Linked DNA regions of Mus musculus: region 2 is linked to region 1. A link is a contact called in public promoter capture Hi-C data. All regions are on one chromosome and are shown on one strand. Each heading gives the region's core, a stretch centred on a gene start, on an enhancer-like site or on the middle of the called end of the contact. The rest is flanking DNA. Distances are from core to core; before and after follow the strand shown.

Region 1 (6,335 bases), core at 990-3,489:
GAATTTTTTGTTGTTGTTTTCGAGACAGGATTTCTCTGTGTAGCCCTGGCTGTCCTGGAACTCACTTTGTAGACCAGGCTGGCCTTGAACTCAGAAATCCGCCTGCCTCTGCCTCCCAAGTGCTGGGATTAAAGGTGTGCGCCACCATGCCCTGCCTAAAGAAAAATTCATGTGGGGTGGTGGTAACACATACCTTTAATACCAAAAAGTACCAAAAATAAAATACCAAAAAAAAAATGTTTTTCTTTAAAAAGAATTCAAGGGAATAAATCCTTTTATATATACTAATTAATATTCAATCCTTCCTCCTTCCAGTTAGCTTTGTTTATTCCCAAAGTAGTATTTAGGTAAATTCTTCTTCATTGCTTGGTGTAGGTCCTACAACAATCCTTAGTTGCTCATCTTTAGTTTTATTTATGTGTATGAGTGCTTTGCTGCCACGCACATCATGGGAATGCCTAGTGTCTGTGGAGGTCAGCAGGGCATTGGACCCCTGGAACTGGAATTATGAACGGTTATGAGCTACCTCATGGTTGGAGACTAAAACCCAGGTCCTCTGCAAAAACAAAGGCTGTTACCCTCTGAACCATTTTCCCAGCCCCTAATCTTATAGATTTTAATGCTATTTTATTTTTTAAATCTCCAGCAATGTAAGATTCAGTTACCACAATCACACAATCATCTGATTTTTACAAGTCTCTACTCTACAATGAAAGCTTTTAAGTATAAAATAAGACCTGTTTACATTTTTCCTTGCAGTAAATTTTTTTGCAGACTCACCAAACTGCTCTGGAGGAAGGTTTACATTAAATTGTTTTTCTTAGGACATATTCCTTCTTAGAAAATTCCTTTCCAAGAACACTACTCTATCTAACTTCTATTAAATCAACATTTAAAAATGTTTATTTTATTTGATAGAGACAAAGTTTCTCTGTGTAGGCCAGGCTGGCCTGGAACTCAGCAATCTGTCTGCCTCTGCCTCTGGAGTGATGGGACTAAAAGTGTGGGCTGCCATGCCTGGCCATATTTTAGTAATTTTAAATATTTTCCCTTTCAATTTTCAGCTTTCTGATGATAAAAACCATCTTTTAGTCTCAAACTTTGAGTTAAGCTAATTGTAACACTAAAAAGTATTACAAGTGAAGATTTTTAAGCTTCTTAATAAATAAGTTGTAAATATTTAGCATTTTTCAAGAATTAGGTACAATAATTTTACCTGTAAAGTGTATGGAGAGCAATCACTGCCTAAACAAGAAGTATGTAACACTAAGGCAGTTGAAAGCACTGATGTGAAGATAATTCTCGCTGGCCACTCACTCAGAAAAAAGGACCACCTTGCTGTGCATATTTAAAATACTCATACGTGGTAAGTTTGTGTAAAAATAACCAGGCAGGGAAGAACGATTCTTCCAAGACCGGGTTTCTCAGTATAGCCCTGGCTGGCCTTGAACTCAGAAGTCTGCCTGACTCTGCCTCCCAAGTGCTGGGATTAAAAGCGTGTGCTACCACTGGGAAGAACAATTCACCTCTCTTCATTACCATTATTGCAACTGGCTTGAAAAGTGCCTACCTCTCCCATTTTAAAACACTTTCAGCTTGAAGTTACAGTACCTCTCTGGTGGTGGCTGTATAAGGAGAGAGGAGAGCTTATTATCTCCAAGCTCAGGGAACTAGCTTTATAGTAGAAACATACCTAGAGATGTAAACCTAATTTTCTAAATCATTTCATTTGGTTTTATATGGTAGTTTCGTGCTACATCAGCACATTTCAGAAGCCCCTGTGTTATCAAGGGGGCCGCCGTCCGCCCACACCCTTCTGCCTTGTCCCAGGAAAGCTGTAACAGTTCGACTGTGGGACGAGCGGCCTGGTGGGTGTCGCCGGGCTCTGGGCTCGGCGGTCTCCCGGGGGGGACACGAGTGCACTCCGGGCACGCACGTCACCTGCCGCCGGAAGGGCCGTGCATCTGGGCGTTCACACTCAACGGGCTGGGCAGCGGAGGCCGCGACTGAGCCCCAGGCTGGCTTGTGGGGGCTGCAGTGGGCGCGAGGGGGTGTGAGGCGGGCACGGGGCCGAGGCGTCGACCCCGGGACCCCGCTTGGTGAAAACCGCTGGGGCGCGCCGCCCGCCCGCCCGCCTTCCCGACGCAGGCCAGCAGGCCCAGGCCGCAGTTTTCCCAGCCCCGTCGCCGTTGCCAAGGCGACCGCCGCCGAAGATTCCCGCGCCGGGCTCCGCCCCCCGGCCAATCGGACCGGCGCTCGCCGGAGCCCGGATTCTCTTTGTTCCGCAGCCATTTCAGGCCCCGGACGGGAGGCAGCGCCGCTTCGGCAGAAAGGCCCGAGCGCCGGAGGCCTCTGGGATGGTGTGGGACCGGGTAGGTTGGCGTGAGGGTGCGTGGCCAGGGCGGAGGCGGGTGGGAAGCGGCCCGAGCGAGCTCCGACCGGCCGCCGCGCCGAGGGGACCGCGCTCCGCTGTCCGCCCTCTCGGACGGGGCCTGGCCGTTTGGAGCCCGCCGGCGACGGCGCGGTTCTAAGCCCAACAGCTGCGGTCCCGGGCGCCCTGCGGGTCCCGGACAGGGCAGGCGGCGCCCCAGGAGCGGGAGGTCGGTCCTGGGGGTGGCGGGAGGCTGGCGGGCCGAGCCGCTGCGATGCCCGTCAGGCCGCACGGTGCGAGGGCCCGAGGTCGCCGGTCTTTGTCCCGGAGCCTCGCACACTCCGGTTTCTGCAGCCAGCTGATCCGTCTCCCCCGAGGGCCTGCTGGCCTCGCGACCTGTGAACATAATTTTAATGTTTGTAACTACGGGTTTTGCTTAGGTTTGTGGGTTTTGCACGTCTGCCTCTGTCTGCCCACGCCACGGGGAAGGGCCGCCGAGGAACAGACCCGCCACCACAATCAAACTGGCTTTAGAAAGGCTTTCTTCCTCTTAGAAATGATCTCGCGGGGCTTAATTTTTTTTAATCACGTGGGGTTTGCAGGGATTGTTTACAGTTTCACTTTGTTACGCCAGTCGCGAATCAGCTGTTAACTGTAGAAACGAAGTCAGAGGCTGTCCACTAGTTGGGGAGATTGTATTAAGAAGCTTAGTATGTCCTGTTCGAAAAACAGTGATGGCTTCAATGAGTACGTAAGCAATGCTTTTCCCCCCTAAAGAGAAGACGCTCCTTAAATGCAAAATATTCGGTGAAATCAGTATTTGGAACTGACCTGTCTGTCTGCAATGTGCACGCTCAGACGTGTTCATCTTTAGGATACCAAAAGTACCTGCTGGGTTTTGAGTTTCCCTATCGAAACTTTCACTTAAGTGTGGTAAGAAAGTGTGCTAATGAAGTAAGTGGATGGTTTGTAGTTGGTGAGAAGTGATCCTTGTTACTGTCCTGTAACCCTCCGTCCTGGTTCTAGAGAATGGCTGGTCTATGTGGAAATTTGCAAGTGCAAAGGAAAAATACTACTTTAGAGGTGGCCGATTTATTTTAAACTCCTTGACACTTGCCGTGTGTGGGTGAATAGTGGTTTGGCAATTCAGCTTTTACTTGAGTCCGTGTACACCTACTGCACTGTGAGTGGTTCGTCTTCCCTTTCTGAAGAGGGCCTCGGCCTTCCATTAGCCATGTGCTTTTCCATCCTGCCCTGGCCAGAAATTACTGAATTCCTCCCACTGAAAGACCTATAGAAAATATTTTTGTATTTCTCCCTCCATTCCTAAAAGCCTTTTTGCCATTATATAATAGCAACAGGATAGAATTTTATCTTAAAAAAAAAAAAAGATCCTAGCTGTGCCTTTTTGCCATTATATAATAGCAACAGGATAGAATTTTATCTTAAAAAAAAAAAAGATCCTAGCTGTGACTATTTCCAGTATCAATAATTGTTATAGTCATTGTTTTATGACTATTTTTTTTTACTTATGTTAAAGTGATTGTGTGCATTCAGTTTTCTTAAATTGTGTTGAAATGTGAACATGTGCTATATTTAGAGGAATTTCTTGTGTTTGTTAGCCATATTGGCAAGCTTTTTTTTTTGAAAAGAAATCAGGTTCTAAGGAAGCCAAGTCAAGTTCCACATGAAGTAAATGTAACCAGAATAAATGAAAGAGAGGAAGGTGACAGCATGCGGACTGCCTTTGGAGGCAGAGGCAGGCAGATCTCTGAGTTCCAGGACAGCCAGGGCTCCACTGAGAAACTCTGTCTCCAAAAACAAACAAACCAGGAAAGAAAGAAAAGAATGTGGTATAAGATGCCAAAGATTTGGCCCTCCCCACCCCCCCCAAATGCTTACGTGCAGAGATTGAGAGAGCTGAACTAGAGTGTAACTGGTGATTTCAGAATCACGGAGGACAGTGCACCTTCCAAAAGGAAACTTCTCACAAGATGAGGTCCTGCTTGGCTAGTGTTAGTAAGGCTCTAGCAGGTTAGAGGAGTGTATTCACTGTTGGACAGAGGTTTGTGAGAGTGGGTGGACTGTGGTTAGTCAGGTAGAGGTTAGGAAGGGAGGTTCTCAAAGCCTTTGTGTGGTTCTGACACATCTATCCTAGGCACTGTTCTTAGAAGGACTGTAGTTGGTGTGATGAGTAGAGTATTCGCTTTCAAGCATCTTCATGCACAAATGAAACAAGAAACGAGGATGGAGATTTGTCTTCAAAAAAAAAATTTTTTTTTTTTTTGAGACAGGGTTTCTCTGTAGTCTTGGCTGTCCTGGAACTCACTCCGTAGACCAGGCTGGCCTCGAACTCAGAAACCCACCTGCCTCTGCCTCCCAAGTGCTGAGATTAAAGGTGTGCGCCACCACACCCAGCTCACATCTTATTTCTAAAAGGCAGTCAGTGGCAGTGGAACTATTTGAATTTAGTACAGAAAGGAGACAGGTGGCTCTCAGTGTGAGGGGTTTGAATCATCGGTGTCCTTCTAATGGCTTAGGTTATGATACAAGGTAGGCTTGTCCTGCATGTGGATGGGCAATCTAAGCCAGGCCCTTTGTAATTGTCAGTGTAACGTGAAACAGGTTACATCATCTCGGTTGTGTTCTGAGAACTGAGTTCACTTAGGAAGCTCTCAGAACCAGGCCCACATGGAGTCGATGCTCCACAAATCACTAATGTTCTCGTCATCATCGTTTTCAGTGTTTTTTATAACTATGAGAAATAAACTTAAAATTGCCAATTTCAGGATGGTACAGTAATTTATCTAAGCCCTTCAGTGTATTTTCTACAAATGTGTATATTTACACAGTTGAGATTTTATTGCATAAGTAATTTTCTGCTTGCATTTTCTTAAGCTAATAAGTGATATTGTTTGTTTTTTTATGAATGTGTAATGTTTGTGTGAATTTCTCTTAAAGAGTTTTTAATTGTTTTTTGTAGTTACATAATCACTACACCGAACATCTTTGTGCATGAGACAATTAGCTGCACTTTAGATGTTTCTTTGAGATGCTGGGTATCATTCACGTTTCTGAATTCATATTGTCTGGTTACTTTTGCTTAAGGCAAGTGTGATGGTTTGTGTATGCTCGGACCAGGGAGTGGCACTAGTAGAAGGTGTGCTCCTGTTGGAGTAGGTATGGCCTATTGGAGTAGGTGTGTCACCGTGGGCTTGAGCTTTGTCCTAGCTTCCTGGAAGTCAGTATCACAGAGGTGAAATCTTCTGGGCAGTGTTTTCTGTGAGCACAAAGCAGCTGTGTTCTGGATATAGCCAAGGTTATACCTCCTGCTGCTGCTGTACTTGAAGGGTCACTCAGGTGGTACTGGTTTGAAGACATGAAGAAGTCATGAAGAACAGCTGAGGCTTGGCATTGTGAGAAGCCATGGAAGGCCATTGGTGAAGGTGCAGCCTCGGTTGCAGTTAATGGCACAGGACTGAAGGATTTGAGACTTGGCACCATGAAGAGAGCCTATGAGAGGCGATTGGTAAAGCCGAGTTGCAGCAGAAGGCCTCAGAATATTGGGGATGTTCTTGGCTGATCACCAAGAACAGCTATGGCAGTGGAGTGGATCAACCTGAGCTTAGGGTGCTACAGAGGGCAGAGCTGGAGAAGTGATGCCAGCCCTTTCGAGGAACCCAGAAGATCATGTGTGGATCTCAGATATTGAAACAAGAATCTGTGAAGTTGAAGTTGACTTGGAGACCCCAAGATACTAAAGATGCCAGAGCCATGAAAGCTGCTAACAGGAGTGGAACCAGCCCAGGAGAAAGCAGTTTCAACACAGATGAAAAAGGAGTTGGAGATCTGAAGACTGCTTTGACATCAGCCTTGGAGATGCAGAGTTTGGAATTGGCTCAGCTGGTTTTCTGCCTTGCTTTGGGGATTACAGTTCAGTGATTGGATGAATCTCAGAAGAGAC
Region 2 (6,335 bases), core at 1,990-4,489, 58 kb before region 1:
GGGTCCTACTATCTGGCTGCTCCCGCCGGGACCATTTGGGCTTGCAACACCGGGCTCACTCCCTGCCTATCTACCACTGTACTCGACCTCACCACCGATTACTGTGTCCTGGTTGAGCTCTGGCCAAAGGTGACCTACCACTCCCCTGGTTATGTTTATGGCCAGTTTGAGAGAAAAACCAAATATAAAAGAGAGCCGGTGTCATTAACTCTGGCCCTGCTGTTGGGAGGACTTACTATGGGCGGCATAGCTGCAGGAGTAGAAACCGGGACTACAGCCCTAGTGGCCACCAAACAATTCGAGCAGCTCCAGGCAGCCATACATACAGACCTTGGGGCTTTAGAAAAGTCAGTCAGTGCCCTAGAAAAGTCTCTGACCTCGTTGTCTGAGGTGGTCCTACAGAACCGGAGGGGATTAGATCTACTGTTCCTAAAAGAAGGAGGATTATGTGCTGCCCTAAAAGAAAAATGCTGTTTCTACGCGGACCACACTGGCGTAGTAAGAGATAGCATGGCAAAGCTAAGAGAAAGGTTAAACCAGAGACAAAAATTGTTCGAATCAGGACAAGGGTGGTTTGAGGGACTGTTTAACAGGTCCCCATGGTTCACGACCTTAATATCCACCATTATGGGCCCCTTGATAATACTTTTATTAATCCTACTCTTCGGACCCTGTATTCTCAACCGCTTGGTCCAGTTTGTAAAAGACAGAATTTCGGTAGTGCAGGCCCTGGTTTTGACCCAACAGTATCACCAACTCAAATCAATAGATCCAGAAGAAGTGGAATCACGTGAATAAAAGATTTTATTCAGTTTCCAGAAAGAGGGGGGAATGAAAGACCCCACCATCAGGCTTAGCAAGCTAGCTGCAGTAACGCCATTTTGCAAGGCATGAAAAAGTACCAGAGCTGAGTTCTCAAAAGTTACAAGAAAGTTCAGTTAAAGATTAACAGTTAAAGATTAAGGCTGAATAATACTGGGACAGGGGCCAAATATCGGTGGTCAAGCACCTGGGCCCCGGCTCAGGGCCAAGAACAGATGGCTCTCAGACGTCAGTGTTAGCAGAACTAGCTTCACTGATTTAGAAAAATAGAGGTGCACAGTGCTCTGGCCACTCCTTGAACCTGTGTGTCTGCCAATGTTCTGACCAGGTGTGTGCCCATTGTTGAACCTTCATTAGACCCTTTCCTCGTACCCCTCCCATACCCATTTCTTGAAAATAGACATTGTTTAGAACTAAAAAGTCCCACCTCAGTTTCCCCAAATGACCGAGAAATACCCCAAGCCTTATTCAAACTAACCAACCAGCTCGCTTCTCGCTTCTGTAACCGCGCTTTTTGCTCCCCAGCCCCAGCCCTATAAAAAGGGTAAAAACTCCACACTCGGCGCGCCAGTCCTCCGATAGACTGCGTCGCCCGGGTACCCGTGTTCCCAATAAAGCCTCTTGCTGTTTGCATCCGAATCGTGGTCTCGCTGGTCCTTGAGAGGGTCTCCTCAGATTGATTGACTACCCACGTCGGGGGTCTTTCAGTGGGAGGAAGGATGGCTGAGACAGTGAGGGAGTCGCATGGCGTTCACATTTGCACAAAAGGCCTGCCATCTTCAGGAATTAGAGCCAGGGGCTGAAAAGATGGAAGAGCAGTTTAGAGCACTGGCTGCTCTTCAAGAGGACATATGTTTGATTTCCAGCACCTATGTGGCAGCTCACAACCATCTGTGACTCCAGTTCAGGTGATCCAATATCCTCTTCTGGCTTCCTCGGGCACCAGGGACATGAATATGGTGTACGCACATACATACCAGCAGACATCCACACACACATATTTTTTTTAAAGAAATTAGAGGCAGGGTTCTGGAGGGTGGGAGAAGAAAAAAAAAGAAATTAGAGCTAATTTAAAGTTACTTGCCATCATACTGTCTTCCCTCCTATATTTAAGTAGAAGAAACAGAGGAGAAACAGCTTTCTGGAAGCTACACACAGCTCTCTGCCTTCCTAGGGCAGAAACTCATTTCGAAGGACATTTAATGAGACTATTAATAGCAGTGGCCATCATGAATAATTGAAATGCTCATGAGTTATTGTCATAGTTACTTCTTTTTTATTTTACTCAAGGGTAGATTTGATTAAGAAAGCATATGAGGATTTCTTAAATGAATACCAACATGACACATGGCAAGAATGACCCAACAAAGTGTCTTTGGGCTAATGACAGAGCTACAATATCAAGCAACAGCAAACTGTGTCACTAAGGCTATAAAATATACAAGAATGATGTTCTCATTGTAGAAGGTTAATGAACACAGTTCATATCATAATCTAAACAATAAGAGATGGGAGTTTTGAATTCTTCAGTTGGCTCCTAAGGAGCCAACATCATGAAAATGAAATGGTCGACTCTTTTTAGAGGGAGGACTGGGAATATGGTCTCCCACTACCACAAACTATGCAGTCAAGATTTCCCCACTTGGGGTCAGCATGTGTGAGGTGCAATGTGGAAGCCTTGCTGTTTTATCTGCTAAGTACTAGACTTCATTGGCTAAATAAAGGTCTCAAATAGGTTGTTGCTATTTTGGTTTTGTTATGTTTACTTCTGTGTGTATGAGACAAAGAGAGATGTGTGTGTGTGTGTGTGTGTGTGTGTGTGTGTGTGTGTGAGAGAGAGAAAGAGAGAGAGAGAGAGAGAGAGAGAGAGAGAGAGAGAGAGAGAGAGTACCTGTGTGTCATGGCATATGCTTGGGAGTCAGGACAACTTTCAGAAGTTGGCTCTCTCCTTCTACTATAGGTCTTGGGGATCAAACTTAAATGTTTAGGTTTGGTGACCAGCACCTTTGCCCAATGGTTATTATATGAGTTTATGCATGTTTGTGTAAGTAATGACTTACACACACAAAAAGCTAACATTGTTTTTGTTTTGTTTTCCTATTGTTATACCAACCACCGACTTTGGCAAGCTTTTGTTCAGTTCTGATTAAATTGTATAGGATGGTTGCAAATTACTATGGAATAAAAAGCAGAGAGCCTGAACACTCTCCTTCTCAGCTTGAGGTTGGCCTCAGTCCTTGTACTACCCTCCCACTCTGAGGAGAGCCCAAGGGGAGCCACTTTCTCCTCAGCAACAGGTCGGAGGCTCTGTTGCTATGTGTCTGTGACATAGGAAAGTAAGTACCAATCAGAGAGGAGCTCTGGTAACATGACTGTGACACATCACTATAAGTAGGACAGCCAACCGACATCCTCTGGCCCTTCTCCTCTCCATTCCTAAAGGACAAGGAGAAACAACATCTACAATGGCCAAGCCCACCTTCAAAAGACAATGCTACATCAAAAGACATCTAAGACCATTGTATAGAAAGCACTCACGTTGCTCTAGCATCAATTTGGGCCATGGAAATTACTCCCTTTACATAAACAGAGTCCTGAAGGAAGTTGTCCCTAACAGGGGTATATCATCCTATTCTGTGGACATCATGAACATCCTCATCAATGACATCTTCGAACGCATTGCTACGGAAGCCTGCCAGCAGATGTTCCTCAGAAAGCGCTGTACCCTCACCCCAGGAGATATCCAGCAGGCAGTGCATCTGCTGTTGCCGAAGAAGCTGGCTACGCTTGCTGTGACTTTTGGAAGTAAAGCCGTCCACAGATTCATTCATTCCTAAGCTCCATCCATGTTCAAGCCTAATTGAAACTTGGGGAAAGTAAATGAAATTGGCCATAACCTTGCTTAGAGTCACTTATTTATTGTACTCTATTTTACATGTATAGGATGTTTTGCCTGGTACCTGAGAAGGCAGAAGCGGACATTGGGTCCCCTGGAACTGGAGTTACAGGTAGTTGGAGTCTACATGTGGATGTTGGGACCCTAACCCAGACCCTCTGGAAGAGCAGCCACTGCTCTTAACAGCCGAACCATCCCTCCAACCCCCGTTCTTCCATGAACTTCCACCCAATTTATTAAGTTTAGTTTTTATTTTTCTTTTTGAGACAGAGTCTCACTGTGTAGTCCTGGCCTGAAATTTGTTATGTAGACCAGTGCCAACATGCTCGGTCATTTTATTAAGTATAAGATCTTTCTAAAGATAATGAAGCTTTTTCCCAATTCCATCTCCCTACCTGCTAGCCTGAGCCCACTCCCAACTCCCCACCCCCATTCTTTGGATTGTCTTTGTCCTTTGCTATCTATGTATCCCTAAGCCAGAAGTTCCGTTTTGTTTGTATTGCAAGCACAAGTTCATAGCGCATATGTTTCTCTCTCTACACTATTTCTTAGGTTCCTGCCTGCAGATGAATGTAGATCTGGGTTGCTTACACGCCTGTTCTATCTAGGATGCCACACTGTCACAACTTGTCATATGCCCTTTCCTGAGAGAGGTCTAGAGTGACTTGTTTTTCACTAGTAGAGTTGCCACAGTCACAGAAACATAACCCAGCTGATCACACCCTACACATATTAATTTACTTAACCCCACAAAACTCTGTAAGGATTAAATCATTATCCTCAGGCCATGGAGGATGAAAGCAGGCACTGAGAACCCATCACGTGCTTGAGGTTATCCTGGTGGGTGGGTTTGGCAGGGCTGGGTTTGAGCATATACCAGGCTTGCCAGGGAGACCAGGCGACACAGTGTGAACAATCTCCCTCAAGAGCTCTTCTGGGGAAAGACCTTGAGAGCAGGATTCCTGAGCCCTTGGTGTCCTGGACTCAGTTTTTCCTAGGTGCTGCTGGCTCATCTTCCAAAGAAGAGATGTTTGTAGCAGACTACAGAAATGTGGGGTTTTTTTTCTTCTTCTTCTTTCTGGTTATAAGAGACACATAAATTTCCACAAGGCAAAATAAAAAGAAATTGCTTGTTTTTATGTTTCTTCAGAGGTTGGAACTGAAGCCACTCTAAAGGAGGAGGCCTTCCCTGATGGGTGCCCAGGATACATTCTGTTTCTCCTGGGTTCCTTTGCTTCTGAATCTAACTTGTCAGAGTTCCTGAAAACCCCTGTACAGGCCCTACTCAGCTAACCAGGGTGTACACGGAGAGGATGAGCTACTTAAAGCTGATCTTCATCAGCCATTCCAGCTACCTGGGAACCATCTCAGCAGACTCACAGCTCAGTGACAGACAGAAAGGCCCTGAGGTCTAAGAGGGAGAGGGTCAGAAAATCTCAACTTCTAAGCCAATCCCATATGCAAAGATTATATATACATATGTATACATACACATACATATACATATAATATACGTGTGTGTGTGTGTGTGTGTGTGTGTGCATTCACCACAGCACTAAGTGAGTCTTCTACTTTTGTGTGCAGATGTTCAAGAAAAACAAGCACCAAAATATCCCTAACATGACCCAGGAAGCCTAAAGAGCATTCAAGCCCTACCGTGTGTTATTGTAGCCAGTGGCCAGCCCTGCTTGTGATGGCGGGCCCCTGATATCACAGTACAGCTGTTCGTTCCTATTCACACTATTTTTTACTGTACTCTTTTCTATGTTTAGATTCACAAGCACCTACTTACCTTTGTGTTATAATGGCTTGCAAGGTACAACACAGTAGTGTCCTGTACAGGTCTGCAGCCTGGGTGCAAGAAGCCTTATCATCTAGTTTGTGCAAGCATGGTGTGTTATGTTTGCATAACAACACCAAGCTACCTGATGATATAATAAATACCTAAAAGTAAGTATATTAATTGATTTAAAGATCTATTTTATTATTATACCTAAGTACACACTGTTACACTGTCACTGTCTTCAGATGTACCAGAAGGGAGTGTTAGATCTCATAATGGATGGTTGTGAGCCACTATGTGGTTGCTGGGATTTGAACTCATGACCTTTGGAAGAACAGTCAGTGCTCTTAACCACTGAGCCATCTCTCCAGCCCCCATTAATTGATTTTGAAAAGAGCTCACTGTTATATGTTGGAGCATCTTTTGGGTATATTCCCTGCAATGGTATAGCTACGTCTTCAGGTAAAACGACTTCCAATTTTACGAGGAACCACCAGACTGACTTCCACATGGTTGTACCTGCTTGCGGTCCCACCAGCAATGGAGGAGTGTCTTCTCCACATCCTCACCAGCATCTGCTGCTGCTGGAGTTTTTTTTATCTTAGCCATTCTGACTGGTGTGAGGTGGAATCTCAGGGTCGTTTTGATTTGCATTTCCCTGATAACTAAGGATATTGAACATTTCTTTGGTGCTTCTCAACCATTTGGTATTCCTCAGTTGAGAATTCTTTGTTTAGCTATGTACCCCATTTTTAAATAGGGTCACTTGGTTCTCTGGAGTCTAACTTCTTTGAGTTCTTTGTATATATTGGATATTAGCCCTCTATCGCGTGT

Evidence for each region. Capture Hi-C pulls out chosen DNA fragments and counts their contacts.
Region 2: a promoter capture Hi-C map of adipose tissue shows a contact between it and region 1. The contact joins the promoter of H2bl1 here to the promoter of Tnpo1 in region 1. A contact is called at or near these places in 6 of 39 promoter capture datasets (the C10 cell line, embryonic stem cells, epiblast stem cells and 1 more), 8 of 484 Hi-C or Micro-C datasets (conventional dendritic cells, embryonic stem cells, morula and 1 more), 11 of 115 datasets of contacts at active chromatin or transcription factors (bone marrow-derived macrophages, embryonic stem cells, pro-B cells and 1 more) and 4 of 9 other capture datasets (adipose tissue, embryonic tail, liver and 1 more).

The regions. Positions count from the first base shown.
Region 1 is chr13:98,922,288-98,928,622 of GRCm38.p6, reverse strand. Tnpo1 (transportin 1) reads left to right here and starts at 2,239. Exons shown (of 24, transcript NM_178716.3): 1 at 2,239-2,372. The coding sequence starts at 2,358. It overlaps Gm52051 (translation initiation factor IF-2-like), which reads right to left and starts at 4,211. Exons shown (of 2, transcript XR_003950643.1): 1 at 1,217-4,211.
Region 2 is chr13:98,981,469-98,987,803 of GRCm38.p6, reverse strand. H2bl1 (H2B.L histone variant 1) reads left to right here and starts at 3,239. Exons shown (of 1, transcript NM_027064.1): 1 at 3,239-3,714. The coding sequence starts at 3,288. The coding sequence ends at 3,659.